2 separate regions of the Macaca mulatta genome follow, and region 2 is linked to region 1. Evidence: chromatin contacts called from public Hi-C data. All regions are on one chromosome and are shown on one strand. The core of a region is the stretch at or near the end of the contact, and the rest is flanking DNA. Distances in the headings are between cores, read along the strand shown. Region 1 holds the start of DNAJC14 (DnaJ heat shock protein family (Hsp40) member C14). Region 2 holds the start of PYM1 (PYM homolog 1, exon junction complex associated factor).

Region 1 (2,951 bases), core at 213-2,712:
GAGGCTGAGACAGAAGAATCGCTTGAACCCGGAAGGTGGAGGTTGCAGTGAGCCGACATCGTTCCACTGTACTCCAGCCTGGGCGACAGAGCGAGACTCCATCTCAAAAACAAGCAAGCAAACAAACAAAAAAAATAAAAACAAAAAAAAACGGACGTACCGAAGAACGGCGGTAACTCCTCCCCCTCGAGCCGCCCGGCCTGGGGCCAGGGTGAGCTACGAGAGCCGCTCTCCCGGCTCCGCCTCCCGCTCACGCTCTGCTTCCGCCTTCCGTCCCCGCCGCCGCCGCCGACCTGGGCCTACTTCCACTTCCGGGGTCACCAGGGAAGAGACGGGAAGGAAAAGAAATAGTGGTTGGCTGAGAGGCGAGCCAGTCCAGCTAGTGCTGCGTCGACTCCAAGGAGGCGGTCCTAAGGAAGTACTGGCTCCGCCATTTAAAGACCCCTGCCTCCGCGTGTGGGAATAGGATTCCCGCAGGTTGCACCGCTGGAAGCAAGGCAAGTGGGCTCTGCACCAATGCCTGCAGACTAAGGGCAGACTCTCAGGGTTGCTCTGGGTGTATTCCTGGGAGATGGAGGGCAGCCACCGAGCCTCACGTAGTCTGTTTCCCTTGCAGACCAAACCGGGGAGCTCAGAAGAGTCACTGCCCTGATCCCTTCCGTGCTGGCAGCTGCGAGGACAGAGGCCCCTTTGTATCCTGCGGTGCGGAGGTGGAGCAGAGGAGAGGGTGCCCCGGACTGGCCCCCACCCTCGCCCTGCAGCGCTGCCCCTCCTTTCACAGCAACCCACGGCCTCCCCCTCGCTTGACCCAGCTGGCGAGCTGCCCCTTATACCTGGATCCTCCCCTTGGGACGCAGCTCCCCTGGCCCGATCACCGAGCGGTGCCTAGGAACTGGGAGCGTAACTCAGCTCGGCTCAGAACCTTACCCGAGAGCCAAAGAATACTGAACTCATCTACATGCTGCTTGACATCTTATCTGCATACCAAGCTATTTGGTGGACGTCCACATGCGCCCCCGACTCCCGTTCCGTCGGTGCCCTCCTCTGCACACGGCTCTAGCCTTATACCTCTCCTGTCAGTGCCCCTTCCAGGCCCCGTCTTGATCCGAAAGTTTTTCCACCCATGAACCCCCCGCTGGCTCTCCCAGCCTAGCAAAAGCCCCTTCCCTGGGTCCACGATCCCGACCACCCGGCTCTCCAGAAGACAATACTCCAATTCTCTGGGAAGTGGAAGAAACCAAAGCTGGAGCTAGGGGGGCGCTGGGACCCCTATTGGGGCTTTGAGAGCTTCCGGTTGTCATCTCCTAAGTATTCGGAGACCCTTCTCCAAAACTCTTGGGGTGACTCTCAAGACTCTTACCTGCTATATAGTTGGGGGTCTCTGGTCCTGGACTAGAGTAGTAGGCAACCTGGGTCCCCACACACACAGGGGAAAGAGTTGGAGGGGCCTGCCTTGTGATGTCACCCCCCTCCACCCACCGCGGGCGCGCGCGCTCGGGCGCGCGCGCGCGCGCACACACACACACACACACACACACACACACACACACACAGACAAACACACACGCCCTGTCCCCTTTCTCTACCCCCCCCCCCAGCTAGTTGCATTTAGCTCACAGAGCCTGGGCTGCGACTTGAAAGAGTTTAGGCAGCAACAAACAGAGTGGCCCTGGGGGTGCCCTCGACCGACAGCCGACCCTTCGGCGTCTAGGACCTCCGAGCGGGGATGCAGCTGGGGGTCTAGGGAAGCACTTCCACCCCCTCCTCCTCAACCCTGGCAGGGTAGTGAGTAGTTAACATCCCCTCCCCAACCCCCATCTTGTTCAGGGTCCCCAGACTTCCAAGCAGATTGAGGAGAGGAGCTCCGAGAGCCAACCCTCCAGCCTGTAAGGACCTTGATATCCAAAGGACAGCTGAAGGAAGTAAAGCGCCTGCATTTATGCCACTTCATTCCCACAGTGCCCGAAATGCCAGCTCCTCCTTGGTGTTCTCCTTTCAGGATCTGAATTCAAATCCCATTGGCAGCCCTGATACCGCTGGGGGAAGGGTAAGGTAGGAAAATTCCCACCAGTATCCTAAGGGGAGGTGCGAGTGGCTACCAGGATGTGAGATGTCTGTGGGCAAAATCCTTGCTTATTCCATGAGGGGCTGTGGGATTAGGACTGTGGCTGGATGCCCCTTCCTCCAACAACTCCATCTCAGCATGAAGCTGAGGCTTTAAAACCCTGACAAACTGTGGGTGTGTCTCATACTTAATTCCTCCTTCCAAACTCTTGGTGTCTGGTTTTTTCCCTCTTTCTGCCCTGTGGCTGGAGGAGCTGTCCAGAGACCCTACCATGACTCATACTGTCCTGGTCTCCCTCCCTCTCCCCTCTCTATTAACCTCACCCTTCCCAATCTCGTGGGATAGTATTAAGTCCCAATCGCAGATAGGGCAATAATGTCCCTGCACCCCTCCCTCCACACATCCAGGGCTTCCTGTTCCTTCCATCCTCACCCTGAAGAGCTGCAGGGTGGTGGGGGCAGGCAAAGGCTCATTACTTTGTAAGATTTTCATTATTTTATAAGATTTCCTTTTACATTTTACTTAAGTGTCCTTGTTTCAGAGAGTGGTAAAGACAGATCCTACTCCTCTCAATCCAATCCTATAGATTTCTTCAGTTACCTCAACAGGGTCATACTGGCTTCTGAAATGGGTACCATTATTTAAAGTAAATAGAGGTACAGAATCCTCAAGATTTATGGGCACCAAAGTTTCTGTCCCGTGCCCCCCTGCAGGTTTCCCTATCCCCTAAAGACATTCATGGATGGATGAGAGGAGCTGACATCTCCCCCTCTGTGACCACTTTCTCTTTGGCCCTGGAGGAAGTCTTGCCACCCCTGGCTGTGACATCTAACCCCAGGCCCTTTAATCAACAACTCCCAGAGCCTCCAGACCCAAGATGTGTTTT
Region 2 (3,154 bases), core at 302-2,801, 88 kb after region 1:
AAAATATGCAATAGGTCTGGGTCCTTGTGGGCAGTAAATGATGACACTAAAGTTTTACAGAAACTGCTATAATTGCATGGCAATACCTTCCATGAGGATTAGTGACAGTGGTAGATCAACGATCTGGACATAGTAAAGGAAAACAAAAAAGCAGTTTATTCCTTCTTCTCTTCCACATAGTCACTAAAAACAGAAAACAGCTTTTAGTGGCAAGGTAGGGTGAGATGTCATACCTGGATTTTCACGGAGTCAGGGTAAAGAAAATGATTAAGAGTAAAGAGAAATATACTGGATAAGTAGTATTTTCAAAGCACACATTAAAAATTGGTAATTCATGAAGGAGCTACTGGGTAGAGAACAGAAGGAAAGAGGTAGTACCACTTTTAAATTGTGAGGTTGGGGAGAAGTAGCAGCAACCTGGGTTGTCATCAGGTACCATAAGACAGGTGGAAGAGGTGTAAGGAACATGGAAAGCAGCAGAGCAAGAAGCAAAATGGCACATTTTAAAACAGACCGTGTGTACCAAGGCACAGGCACAGTGTTGCTTCTACAGACTACACATATGAGGGCTACAAAAACAGAAACACTTTGCACTTGCACAGCATTTTGTAAATTGCTTTCACATATATTATTTGATCATCATTGAGTAGCTATTACTACTACGCATATTTTTCTAAAGATGAGGTCATTAGGAAGGGACAAAACCAAGATAAAAGCTGTGATTCTCCGTTTCCAACACATACACCTCACATACACAGCAGACACTTCAGCATCTCGACCAGCCAGGCTGGAAATTCTTTAGCCAGAAGGAAGAGTGGGTTTTATTCACTTGTCAAAGGGCTTCGGAGAAAAGCCACTAGACACTTTCCTGTTTGCCTCTTCCCACCTTAGACCCCTCAATTTCTATCACCATCACAGGATAAGATAGCGAAGGGTGGCTCCATCAGGGAGAAAACTCAAGCTGAAAGTTATATTAGGGTCCTCTTCCCTTCACACCTCTAAACCTCAGTGACCCAACAGATGAAGATAAGGGAGAGGAAAAAGTACTATGTAGAAACGAGAAGGTCTTCAGCAAATACCGCTTCGAGAAAAATAATGAAAATGGGACTGAGGTAGGGCAGAAAGCAAGTATAGCTGAGATGGGGGAGGGGAAAAGTAGGAGGGCAGGAATTGGAGGGAACTGAGAGTGTAGGAGTCCCCAAGGCTGAAAAACCTATAAGAGATATGAGTGCTCCAACTGCTGGAGAAAAGCTAAGGGCCCGTGAGGGTCCTGAAGCAGGGACCAGCACTGAAGGACCCCAGGGTTTGGGTGACCGGAAGCAGAGACCCCCAAACACGAGACCAGAAGGGGGCGCAGGAGACACCCCGCAGGAGAGAATGAATGGGGAAGGCGGTCCGGGGGGCGGGGCAAAGGAGGGGCCCCGGGATGGGCGGGGCACAGACCCCTTTCCAAGTCCGAACCCCTGCCCCGAGAGCCCGGGGAGAAGCGGCTCCGCGCCTCCCGCACTCACCGCCGGTCTCGTCAGTAACATAGGGAGTCGCCATCTTGAAAACGCAAACCACTTCCGGCGTGAGCGGGCTGGGGTCCCGCCCCCCTCCCCACCGGAAGTGGAGTCCCGATCGTAGCAAGCCACCATCTTAGTCTTAAAGGGAGAGTGCACCATTTCATGGGCGGAGGTGGAGGAGGAGGAAGAGGGGAGAAGCTGAAATAGTTAATAAAATAAAGCCGTGGGCTCTTTTACTGCCACCGATACCATTATTGAGCGCTTGCTGCCTGTAAAACAGTCCTCGGGGAGCCAAGAGAAGTTCCGAGGCACAGTCCCTCTCATCCCAGGAACTCCTCGTATGTCCACGACCTGCGAGGGAAAAGGGCGTAGGGCCCACCTGCACCCAAAAAGGGGGCCTTATAAATGAAGAAAGGAAGACTATCCAGGCTTTGGCCTGCACCCAGACCTGAGAGCAGCTTGGTGACGTGGAGCAGACAAACTCCAGGAACGCACTGGGGCGCACAAGTGTTTCTGGGGACGGTTGGAAGACCCCATGTAACCCTCTCTAAGAAGGTGGGGAGGTCGAATTCGCGTGCCGATTGCTGTCGGCCGCCCCACTCAACCTCCAGAGACCCGCGGGAGGGGCGTGCAAGGCGGAGAGCGCCACGGGTCGGTCACCTGTCTCCGTAGCCGCAGGGTTGCCGGCAGCTTCCATGGCTGAAGAGGCAGCTGGCCAGGTTGGGCGGGCGGCCCTGGCCTGGCTCTGCCCCGCTGGGCGGCGCCGGAGATTCGGCGGCGAAGTGATGAGGGCCCTACTTGCTTCTCTCCCAGACCTCCTAACCCTGAGTGCCTCCTTGGATTGGGCCCTAGGGTCAGAGGGCAGGGTAAAGGCTTCTGGGCGGACCTACCTAGTATTCTAATTAAACTCGTCCAACCGCTGAGGATCTAAAGCGGGGCAGCTCGTCAATAATCCGGTCCCGCAGGGTCACTCCATTTGTAGTCCTCCCCTGCCCCGTACCTCCCTATTCAGACGAACCCAAATGCTCTTTCCTCCGCCGCCCATTTCAGCAACTGTTGTTCCTTCAGGGCTAAGTTCTGTTAAACTTGTTTCCCCTACAGCCTGGGAGGGGCCCGACTGCAGGTTCTTCTCCTCAGGTGTCAACTCTGCCCTGCTCCACCCTTATATAGCTTTTTCCTTATCAATCCTTTTACCTTCCTCCATATGTCCCCACTTTGACTTAGTTTAATATCCAGCAGTACCCCTGGAACCAGGAAGGAGGGAGGAGGTAAATATTGGTGATTACCTCTTACACTAGGCAGCATGTCCCATTTAAAAAACAAAACTAAAGCCGGGCACGGTGGCTCAGGCCTGTAATCCCAGCACTTTGGGAGGCCAAGGCGGGTGGATCACGAGGTCAGGAGTTCAAGACCAACCTGGCCAAGACGGTGAACCCCCGTCTCTACTAAAAATACAAAATATTAGCCGGGCATGGTGGCGGGCGCCTGTAATCTCAGCTACTCGGGAGGCTGAGGCAGAGAATTTCTTGAACCCAGGAGGCGGAGGTTGCAGTGAGCCGAGATCGCGCCACTGCACTCCAGCCTGGAGGACAGAGTGAGACTCCGTCTAGGACCTTTATAAGACAAATTAGGCCTCAGAAGTTTTCTGG

The links. Hi-C and Micro-C count contacts between places; a contact is called where the count stands out from the background.
Region 2: a Hi-C map of fetal cortex germinal zone shows a contact between it and region 1, with 3 times the contacts expected there. The contact joins the promoter of PYM1 here to the promoter of DNAJC14 in region 1. A contact is called at or near these places in 3 of 14 Hi-C or Micro-C datasets (cortical neurons, fetal cortex germinal zone and fetal cortical plate).

Annotation. Positions count from the first base shown.
Region 1 is chr11:62,984,170-62,987,120 of T2T-MMU8v2.0, forward strand. It overlaps DNAJC14 (DnaJ heat shock protein family (Hsp40) member C14), which reads right to left and starts at 1,463. Exons shown (of 7, transcript XM_015151920.3): 1 at 1,361-1,463. It overlaps LOC707807, which reads left to right and starts at 387. Exons shown (of 6, transcript XM_077953097.1): 1 at 387-1,075; 2 at 1,828-2,047; 3 at 2,779-2,951. The coding sequence starts at 387.
Region 2 is chr11:63,071,829-63,074,982 of T2T-MMU8v2.0, forward strand. It overlaps PYM1 (PYM homolog 1, exon junction complex associated factor), which reads right to left and starts at 1,552. Exons shown (of 3, transcript NM_001257874.1): 1 at 1,512-1,552. The coding sequence starts at 1,545.